Linked DNA regions of Macaca mulatta: region 1 is linked to region 2. The links are chromatin contacts, called in public Hi-C maps. All regions are on one chromosome and are shown on one strand. The core of a region is the stretch at or near the end of the contact, and the rest is flanking DNA. Distances in the headings are between cores, read along the strand shown. Region 1 overlaps LOC114670362 (a long non-coding RNA gene). Region 2 holds the start of IFT27 (intraflagellar transport 27).

Region 1 (5,193 bases), core at 1,128-3,627, 230 kb before region 2:
ACTCTACCTCCCTTGTCTCTGGATTCCTCGGGAGTTAGGAGGATACGTACTCCGGCATCTTAGACTTGAGTCCTGCCTCTGCCACTTACTTGCAGTATGACCTCAGTTAAATCACTTCCTTTCCTTAAACCTCAGTTTCCTCATCTGTAAGGTAGGGCTAAGGATTCTGACCTCAGAGGAGTGTTCTGAGGGCCAACCATTGAGAAAGTGGACAGGGGGCAATCTCAGACATCTCATTAGCTCAAGAGGACTCTAGATACGTGAGGGTCATTATGATTGTTGACAAATAGCCACTTCTCCCAACAAATTTTGGCATCATCTGTTTAACAGTGACCTTGAAAGGGAACCATCCCCCACTTTGCCCTTGCCAGTCCCTTAAAGGAGCACGCATGGCCTTTGGTCAGGCTTGGACCCTGGAAGGGAGAGCTTTGGGATTCTCTGACTTTGGGTGTGAGCAGGGCCCTGGATGCAGAGCCCAAGGGTTCCCCTCTCCTAGGAGGCTCCAGGGTCACAGCAGGTACTGGGGTAGAGATGGGAAGGAAGCAGAATTTCCTGGGCAAAAGAGGAGAAATGTCAATAATTCTTTTGTTTTCTTCAAGGCACCTACCTGCCTATTAGGGGCTCCCCTTAAATCCCATGTCTGTGGCTGGAACTATTGAGACTCTTCCACTTTGGGGAAGTCCCACTGTCCTGAGTTCAAATCCTGACTTTTCTCCATATTAGTTGAGTGTGACTTTGGACAAGATTTCAAATTCCTCTAAACTCCAATGTCCTCATCTACAAAATGGGCCCCTTAGAGTACTTATTTGGTAAGGTTTAGTGGGAATTAAGTGAGATTATGTGTGAAAGCGTTTAGCACAGTACAGAGCTCAGTCAATGCCCGTTATTACTGTGATTGGAAATTAGAATGATTACCACCCATCGTGTTTGTATAACACTTGACCATTTCTAAACTTATGCTTCTCTTACGCCATTTGATCTATGCAATGACTCTTTGAGGTGGCCAGTGCAGGGATCATGACCTCATTGCATAGATGAGACAACTGGTGCTCAGAGAAGGCAACAGTCTACTCAAGGTCACACAGCTTGAGCATGGCAGAATGGCAGAGCCAAGTTCAAGTCTTGTTTTTTTTTTTTTTGAGACAGAGTCTGGCTCTATTGCCCAGGCTAGAGTGCAGTGGAACGATCTTGGCTCACTGCAACCTCTGCCTCCCGGGTTCAAGCGATTTCCTGCTAATTGTCGTGTTTTTAGTAGAGACGGGGTTTCACCATGTTGGCCAGGCTGGTCTTGAACTCCTCACCTCAAGTGATCCACCCGCCTCAGCCTCTCAAAGTGCTAGGATTACAGGCATGAGCCACCGCACCTGGTCTCGAGTCTTCTGAGATGAAGAATGAACAGCACCTTCCACAGGGCCGGCCCAAACCAGACCAGGCTTTGACCACGTCGTTGGTTGTTCACCCGGGGTGCTTCATATCTCCCAAAAACTCCTTGATAGAGAAATAATCCAGAATGCTGTTTCAAACCCTTGTTGCCTCTGTTTGTACTCTGAGCCTGTACCACCTCTGGGGACGAAGAAACTTCTCCTTGCCCCGTGGTGTCAAACGGACTTTTCCTTGAATTTGTCCTAAACGAATCTCAGCAGCCTGCATTGGGTCGGTCAAAGCACTCGGCCAGAAGGTCTGTGTGCTCTGCACTGTGGCCACAGGATGGCGCTGTTCCACAACTCATGAAAAATCAGGCCCGGTCCCCGGACTGCGTTTCAACGCATCAAGATCATTTAAACACCTACTATGTGCAAGTCGCTGTGCCTGCTGCCGGGAGGGCTTCAGTTATTCAATACTGTTATGTTAAGCTATATTAATAATAGCCGTAATAACATCGGTACAGGTCTTCATAGTTTATTGAGCAATTTACGTGCATTATCTGGTTCTATCTGCAAGCAGTCCTGATGCGTTAGATTAGGTGGGTCTTTCCGTCCCACTTGAGGAGGAAACTGAGGCACAGAGGATGATAGAACTTATGTAAAGGCACGGAGGAGAGAGGCACATGATAGACATTTGATGAATTGTAGGTGGTGGATGGAATGAGGCAGACCCAGGCATCTGTCTCCTCCAGGCTGTTATTCATCCGTGAGGGCAGGGATTGTATCTTATTTGTCTTTCTGTCCCCGCTCCTAGCGCGGCTTCTGATTGAGGGCTTCCGCAGAGCTCTGTGGCAGGCAGAGGAGAGGCAGGGGGATGCCCTGCAGGCTGCAATGCTGAACAGCTCCCGGAAAGCTCTCTGAGGGTGTGCAGGCTGAGAGAGGCGGCGTCTGGGCTGGAGATTGCAAAGAGAGGAGGTCACTACCTTCACTGTGTAGCATTTGCAGGCCATGAATGGCTCACCATAATTCAGTCCCTGAAGGCGCCAAGTAGCTGAGTGGTCAGGAATGATTCATGCATTCCACAAACGTTTTCTGAGTTCCTGTTACACGCTAAGCATTAGGAATACAGATATGCAAATACAGCCTCTGTCCCCCCGGAGCTTCCAGAGCAGTGGGGGAGATAGAGGGCAAAGAGCTAGCAATGTGGTTTGGTTTGAATTGCCCAGAGGTCTGTACTGAGTGCCACGGGGTAACCAAGTCTAGGAGGCGCAGGGTGAGGGCTACAAGAGGAGGAGACCTTTTGCAGCATTTGAAGGATGAAATGAGTTTGCAGATTACCAAAGAAAGGCACATGAGGACTGGGGGAAGGAAAGCGTCAGGGGCAGTGGGGTGTGTACAGGCAGGAGCTGTCAAAGGACGTCCGTCCGTCATGCGTTTGAGGATGGGTAACAGATGCAGTAGGAAAGACAGTGGGACCAGCAGGGAGGGCCTTGAAAGCTGTATCCTGAGGACTGTGAATTGCATCTTGTATTTGTCAGGGAATCACCATGGTGGGAGCTGTGCTAGGAGCTCACAGTTCCACGGGGAAGGTGGGCAAAGAGAGGCCCATCACTCATGTTTACTGAGCCCTGACTATTTTGTGGTGCTAAGCACTTCTTGGGGCTGGGTTTATTGTCTGTCTTACAAGGCAGGTACTGTGATCATCCCATTTTATAGATGAGTAAACTGAGACTAGGGATGCTGACATAAGTTTTTCCCAAGCTCATAAAACTGGTACTAGTGGAGTCAGGACTGGCCTTTTTTTTTTTTTGAGACGGATTCTCACTCTGTTGCCCAGGTTGGAGTGCAGTGGCATGATCTTGGCTCACTGCAACCTCTGCCTCCCAGGTTCAAGTGATTCTCCTGTCTCAGCCTCCTGAGTAGCTGGGATTACAGGCACACGCCACCATGTCTGGCTAATTTAAAAATATTTTTTAATAGAGACAGGGTTTCACCATGTTGGTCAGGTTAGTCTTGAACTCCTGACCTCGTGATCCACCCGCCTTGGCCTCCCTCCCTCCCCAGAGGCGACCACTCTTACAATCTCTTGTGTTTTTTATTTTCTGGAGACTTTACCTGTTTGTTTTGTAAGAGGTGTTTTATATAGACAGAAGCACAAAAGGCAAGACAAGTGCCTGTTAACCACAGACGTGGGCTTTGGGACGAGCCAGTGTGGGTTTAGATCTTGACTTTTTTTGAGAACTTGACAAGTGTCACCATTAAATGATGGTTTGGGCAAAGAGTTGGCAGGCTTGGAGGGTGGGATGAGGATGGCAAGGGGTAGGGATGTGGACATCAAGAGGTCTGTGTGCACAAGTGTGACGGTGTGGGCCTGGACTGGGGGTGAGGTGATCAGATAGGGACAGGAAATGCGGACCGCAGGGGCCTGGTGATAGACCAAGCAGGGATGAGGCAGGGGAGAGTGGCTGCTGTGGGGCTGTCATAGCCGGTGGGCGTTTGGCAGGGTGGAAGGCACAGTAAGAGGAAGAGAGGCAGCCTGCGGGCTTGGCTTAGGACAGTACCTCTCTAAGGCTCATGCTGACTCTGGAGCAGTTCCAGCCCACGGTGCCATGCACACGAGCCAGGAAGCTAGGTGGGTGGGCCCGGAAGGAGGCCATGGGCTCAGGAGCCCGGGACGTCTGGCCCCGGTGCCTGGTGGGGATTCTGGACAAGCCAATCCCTCTCCAGGCATCTGTGCAGGTCAGTACCACACGGAAGCCCCTCGTCCCTGTTGGTCTTCACTACGGAGCGAGAGGCAGGGAAAGACTTCGGAGATGCCGGGCTGGGATGGGCTGGGGGCTTGGAATTCCTGCCCAGAGGTTTTCAGGGTGGCATCTGAGCAAGTGTCCACAATGTGCAGCGCTCTCCCAGGCAGGATGGGCACCCGTACATGTTTGCATATGTGTACTTTACATGTTATACGTAATGCAACGTAATACATGTTATTTTGCTTGGTTCTTACTTCCCCTTTTAGAAGCCAGTTGATATATGATGAGTTGGTGCCTCCCATTCTTTTTGATGCACAAACGGCTCGTTGAGGATCCTAAGTCTGTGCCCCAGTCCCCGTAGTCCGTTCACTTCCTGGCTTCCTGGAAGAACAAGATGCCGCCATCTCTTCTTGTTCTTTCCCTGCCCCACTCCCAGAATCAGCTGTTTTTCCAAGGACCCCGAGTTTTCTTCCCTGAGAAATGCTATTTGGGTGGGGGAGAGGGTGGGAAGCAACAAGCTGTGGGGGAAGCGCCCCAATCTGGCCAATCCCTTTGCTCTTGTGACCTTGAGCAAGTCCCTTGGGGCATTAGGGGACCAGTTGCGTCCTTTCTAGACTCATCTGAGGCCAAGAAGATGTGGGAAGCACTCATCCTGTGTGCCCGGGAGCTGGAATGGCACAGCCCCAGCTCTGCCCCTGTGTGGCTGTGTGATTCTGGGTTCCTTAACCTCTCTGAGCCTCAGTCCTCATCTGTGAGATAGGAATAATACAAGACTCACTCCCTCTTTTTTTTTTTTTTTTTTTAGAGACAGGGTCTTACTCTGTTGCCCAGGCTGAAGTGCAATGGCATGATCATAGCTCATTGCACCCTTGAACTCCTGGGTTCAAACGATCCTCCCGACTCAGCCTCTCAAAGTGCTGGGATTACAGGCATGAGCCACTGCATCTGGCACGTGGACATTTTTGACATATCTCAACTAGGGAAGGTACTCAATAAATGCTAATTCCCTTCTTCCTCCCCTTCATCATTTGACTTCAGTACCCTAGGAAATGAGGACTGGGATATTGGATGGTTTGGGAGAG
Region 2 (5,659 bases), core at 3,054-5,553:
ACTTCTCTCCTCTTCTTTCTCTCTCCCGGCTCTAATCCGCCCAGAGCGTGGCATCCACAGATGGACCCTCATAACACAGTGCCTCCATCCCTGGCAAACCTTCACACAAACCCCACTGAGGATTCCTTCATGGCCTACCCATCTCCACGGTCAGCCCTAACCCACCTTCCCACTCTCTCCCCAACAATCCCTTACCCCAAATCTGGGCTCTGCATTCCTGTTCTCCCAGTCCCTGAAAATTCCTCAAGGCCACCTCCTTCCAGGTACCCCTAGACCAAATTCAAATCCCGTCCATTCTCTGCAAGGAAATCTCAAATAATACCCTTCCTGCACAGCCTCTGAAGGCCATCTCTCCCTCCTTCGTCTTTATCTGTGTGGCTAATGTGGATCATTGCTCAGTGGCAGTGCAAGATGTGATGTCAGAGCAACCCTCCCAGGAGGCTCTATTACTATCTCCATGTATATCAAGAGGCAGAATATCACGGTACTTAAGGGCACAGACTGTGAAGCCAGATTCCAGCTCCATCACTTTCTAGCTGTGTGACTTTAAATCAGTGAGTTAACCTCTCTGTGCCTCAGCTGCAACACGTATAACACAGGATAATCACAGCACCTACCTTGCAGAATTGTTATGAGGATTTAATGAGTTAGTATGTACAGTGCCTGGCATAGATAAGTGCTATTTAAGTGTTTTTTAAAAAAGTAAATAAAATATAGATCAATGTCAAATGTTGTTTTCTCTCTTCTCCAGAACCAGAACAAGCAGCAGCTGTGCCTGGAGGTATTTCCCCACATCTGGCACACAAAGGGCATTTGCTTTGTGTTCGCTGTGTTACAACTTATCACGTGCATCTTAATTCTTCCTTGAATGCAACTGCTTCATGCTTGCATGCCCACTGCACCTTGCACGGTGACTCAGACACAGCAGGTGCCCAGTGAGTATCTGTTCAACACATTAACACTTGAACTGAACATCAGGTCCTTCAATGACTAGTTACGTGAGAGAAAAAACAGAATAACACAGTTTCAGCAGTAGGGCTGTGGGTCATGGATGGGAAAATAAAACCAATGGTGTGTGTGTGGCAGGGGTGGGTGGGGGGTGTCAAAGGGGGTTGATTTCTGGGCTGAGGTCTTTTGGCCCCTGGGAACTTTCAAGAGGAAATGCTGTGGAAGCCTTGAAGAGGCTGCAGATTGAGGCGCAGGCTGGAGTTCAGGAGCCATTAACTAGGCAGTGGCTGCATTCAGGTGAAAGAACTGCCCAAGGGAGTTGGGGTAAAGAAGGGCACAAAGAGGCCAGGCACGGTGGGTGGCTCATGCCTGTAATCCCAGCATTCTGGGAGGCTGAGGCGGGCGGTTCACTTGAGGTCTGGAGTTCGAGACCAGCCTGACCAACATGGCGAAACCCCATCTCTACTAAAAATACAAAAATTAACTGGGCATGGTGACATGTGCCTGTAACCCCAGCTGCATGGGAGGCTGAGTCAGGAGGCGGAAGTTGCGGTGAGCTAAGATTGTGCACCACTGCACTCCAGCCTGGGAGACAGAGTGAAATTACGTCAAAAGAAAAAAAAAAGGGCCGGGCACAGTGGCTCATGCCTGTAATCCTAGCACTTTGGGAGGCTGAGGCAGGCGGTTCACCTGAGGTCAGGAGTTCAAGACCAGCCTGGCTAACATGGTGAAACCCCGTCTCCACTAAAAATACAAAAAATTAGCTGGGCATGGTGGTGGATGCCTGTAATCCCAGCTACTCGGGAGGCTGAGGCAGGAGAATCGCTTGAACCCGGGAGGCGGAGGTTGCAGTGAGCTGAGATTGTGCCATTGCACTCCAGCCTGGGCTACGAGAGTGAAATTCCATCTTAAAAAAAAAAAAAAGAAAGAAAAAGGCCCAGAGGAGCACAGCTTGAGGACAGTGTAGCTTCGGCTAAAGCCCTGGAAATCAGACTAGGACCCAGGGTCTGGATCATACAGCTCTGCCGATTCCAGCTCTGTGACGCAAGGCAAATGTTCTCATTTTTCTGGGCCTCAGTTGCCTCATCTGTAAATGAAGATGGCAATAAGACCAATCCCCCAGGGTTGCCATGAGGATTCAGTGAGACCACCTGTACCGAGGGTCTAGCACCGAGCTGATGCACCCAAAGCGCTCATTAAGTTAGCTCCATCATGAAAACCGAATGTAAAAAGAACACAGAGAGAAGCCCATTTAAAAAAAAATGTAACTTCAGAAAATAATGTTCCCACCTTATCCATAAGGAAATTAAAGCTCAAAAAAGTGCTTTGTCCAAGATGACACAGCCAGTAAGAGGAACAGGCAAAATTACTTTTGTTACACAACACTGCCTCCTCTGGTGTTCTGGAAACTGGAGACTCTCCTGAGAACCATTAATTTCTTTTGCTCCAGTATGATTCAGTTACTACTGTCAGTCATCTTTCTGTGTGACCCTTTTATTTTCAAAGTATAAAAGCTATTAAAAATATCATAATTTATTCTCAGTCTGGAAGAGGGGAATTTTTTAAAAAAGAAATCTTTTTCTCTATATAATTTCTCACCACTTCTTTCCTGAGCTGGCCAGGGAAGCCTGGAAAGGTCACAGGTCTGAACAGAAACACGAGTTAAGAGTTTTGGAGTTGGGCAGATCGAGGGGCTGAAATCCTGCCTACGAGCTTCACTAGGGGTTGACCTTGGCTGACATCTCTCAGTGCTTCAGTAAGATCAGAACAATCCAGTACCTGGCCAGGTGCGGTGGCGCACGCCTGCAATCCCAACACTTTGCGAGGCTGAGGCGGGCGGATCGCCTGAGGTCAGGAGTTCGAGACCAGTCTGGCCAACATGGTGAAACCCCGTCTCTATTCAAAATACAAAAAAAAAAAAAAAATTAGCCGGGCATGGTGGTGTGTGCCTGTAATCCCAGCTACTCAGGAGGCTGAGGCAGGGGAATTGCTTGAACCAGGGAGGTGGAGGTTGCAGTGAGCCGAGATCGTGCCACTGCCCTCCAACCTGGGTGACAGCGTGAGACTCTGTCTCAAAAAAAAAACAAACAAAAAAGAACAATCCAGTACCTAGCCCAGTGTGCTATGGTGAGACGATTACACGAAATATGTGTGCCTCACATGCAGTAAGGACTCAGTAGCATGCATATGTGTTTCGTAGTCTATAATCCAAGCTATTGTTTTTCTAAATGTGCAGAGTGATACAAGGGGCACACTACAAATGTGCATGCCATATATTCATCCATTCTGAAAGTATTTATTGAGTACCCACTATGTTCCAGGCATTGTTCTGGATGCTTGGGATGTATCAGTCAACAAAACAAAGATTCCTGACTTTGGGAGTCTCAACATTTATGCCCTTCTTGGAAAGGGGCAGCACAGTAACTTTGGGTCTTAAAGACAACACACAAGTGCCTTTTGCAAACTCTGGTCACTACACTCAGGTCACCGTTATCAGAGGGGGTGAGGTCAGGGAAAAAAAATCCCATAGTAAAGACTACCAAAGTCACTGATGCCTAACTTTGGGGTACAGTAAATGTTTAGCTAAAGCACTCAAGGTTTGCTTAAGTTTTGTTTGTTTTGTTTTAACAAGTCTGCTCCTCTAGAGTTTTAACTAGTGATTTTTTAACGAGTCAGCTCAACTGGTAAAGGTGGTCTCAGAGTATGTGACAGGGAGCAGGGGGAAATCCACCGGAGCTGCGAAGTGCCCTGGAAGATCATTCTTCCGCGCCTAATGTAACTTACTGTATCAGTAATTGCTGTAACTCGCCTTCGGCAGAGAGAAAGGAAAAGAAGGTAGGCAATTTAGGTGAACAAAAGCTTTGGATGAATTATGAAGGCTCTGGACTCCAGAGACCACCGTATTCAAGCGCAAATTTTTAGACTCACCTGCCAGGATGCATTTGGCTGCCAGCTTCACCATGGTAACCAACACTCCCGCGAGCCGTACCCAGAGCACAAGAGCGGCTGCTAGAGGCTTCGGGCCCTGGGCTGGCCTGGGACGGGAAGGTGGGGAGGGCTGATCTCAAGGGCCAGTGGCCGCGACGGGACTGGGGATGACCAAGCCCGGCCCTTCTGGGCTGAGGGCGAAAATCGGGCGCTGGGGGCGGGTGGGCAGGGGAGGGCTCCAGGTGGGCCCGGCTCGAGGCCCGACACGGCAGTCTGAAAAGGTGCAAGAGAGCGGACACGGTCTGTGCTCCCTGCCCAGCCCCTCAGCACAGCCCTACCCAGCGGGATCAGGGAAAGACGACCCGGCTCTCCTCCTGCCACAAGTACAGCACCTAATGCACTCTCTAGGTAACCATAGCCCACCTGCCCCGCCTCCTCCTCCTCGCTGACCCTCGATTGGCTGCCGCCAAAAGCTCTCACCCTCGAGGGCTCCAAAAACCCAATGGGAGTAAGGAGTTGGGATAACAGCCTTTTCTTGAGATGCAACTCGTAGGATTATCTGTTCTTCAAGTTCATTCTGCTTGACGAGTGGTTGCTATTGACGTCAGTCAGCTTTATATCCCGCCCCCACTGCGCCCCAGAGTCCCGAGATAAAGAAGCCTCCACGTCAAGCAGCCAGAAGCGGTGATAAAAGAAGCTTTCTGATTGGTCAGAGTCTGGCTTGACCCGTCTTCGGGTTGAATGGGGATTCGCCACTCCCGCTGTCCTTCTAGAAGTGGGTTCGCCTACAAAGGGGCAGGTTGGGCGCCAGACAGTCTGGAGTGGCGCCTGCGCAGTGGGCCAGGTCGCGGCGTAGAGGCCGTTCTGACTTTGTTTGACTTCGCAGCGGTTCTGCCGGTTTCCCCGGTTCCCGGGTTCTGCACAACGCTGCTATGACAGTGCATCGAGAAGTTCAGTCCTTGCCCCGCATCCCGCAGGGAAATGTAATTTTTAAAGCCCAAAAATGTTATGAGCTTTAAAATCTAAAATATGAAAGTGTTTAAAGTGATGTTTGTGAACAAAGGGAGAACAAGTACACTTTGATGGGGCTGAGCGGTGAGACTTGGAAACTTGAGGTCGTATTTTCCTCTTAGTCCATTTACTCTCTGCAAAAGGAGAATGCATCACTCACCTCGTTGCCCATCACCCAGGGAGGCTCTCTGTGCGCATTTACCGGGTTGGGGGTGCCTCTTCCACGTGGTTGGGGGTCAAAGACCTAAATCACTGCCATCTCCCTGACCTGGGCAAGTCATCTCATCCCTCAGTCTCTCAGGATGGGCCTAGGAGAACCTGCCTCGTGGGGTGATTGTGGGGATGGAAGGAGAGAAACTTGTAAGTGCCTGGGACATAGTAAGTGCATACATGATTGTGGGGTGGATGGGAGAGCGGAAGCTTATCTGGACAGATTTGGTTTATCATCACTGTCATTGGTTGGCCGAATGTACCCCCTGTTGTCACTCCTTTGAGGCCCCTGGGATCTCTGATGGCTGACGCTGAAGGGAAGAGCAGCCTCTCAGCAAAGGTACCTGCCTGAAAGTTCCACATTCCCTCCAGACGCCTAGAACATTCCACCTCTCTGCCACTCTCCATCTCAGGGTGGCCGCCAGCCTTGTGTTGGGGAATAAACACACACTCTATGAATGACTGATGGTTTCAGCTGCAAATCCAGAGTAAATGCAAGTTGTCTGAAATGTTCTTTCCTTGGAGTTCATTCCTGGTGTTACAGTAAAGGTCTGTTTCTCCT

What was found. Hi-C and Micro-C count contacts between places; a contact is called where the count stands out from the background.
Region 1: a Hi-C map of fetal cortex germinal zone shows a contact between it and region 2, with 3 times the contacts expected there. The contact joins the enhancer-like site here to the promoter of IFT27 in region 2. A contact is called at or near these places in 6 of 14 Hi-C or Micro-C datasets (blood, cortical neurons, fetal cortex germinal zone and 3 more).

What each region holds. Positions count from the first base shown.
Region 1 is chr10:15,000,790-15,005,982 of T2T-MMU8v2.0, reverse strand. The region is part of intron 1 of LOC114670362 (a long non-coding RNA gene); the gene reads left to right. Among named protein-coding and RNA genes, the nearest start is that of EIF3D, 12 kb to the left of the region's middle. Within about 2 kb of position 2,377, at least 8 of the 40 cell types and tissues checked have an H3K27ac peak or open chromatin away from gene starts, as enhancers often do.
Region 2 is chr10:14,773,870-14,779,528 of T2T-MMU8v2.0, reverse strand. It overlaps IFT27 (intraflagellar transport 27), which reads right to left and starts at 4,303. Exons shown (of 8, transcript XM_077949839.1): 1 at 4,215-4,303; 2 at 3,877-3,983. The coding sequence starts at 3,910.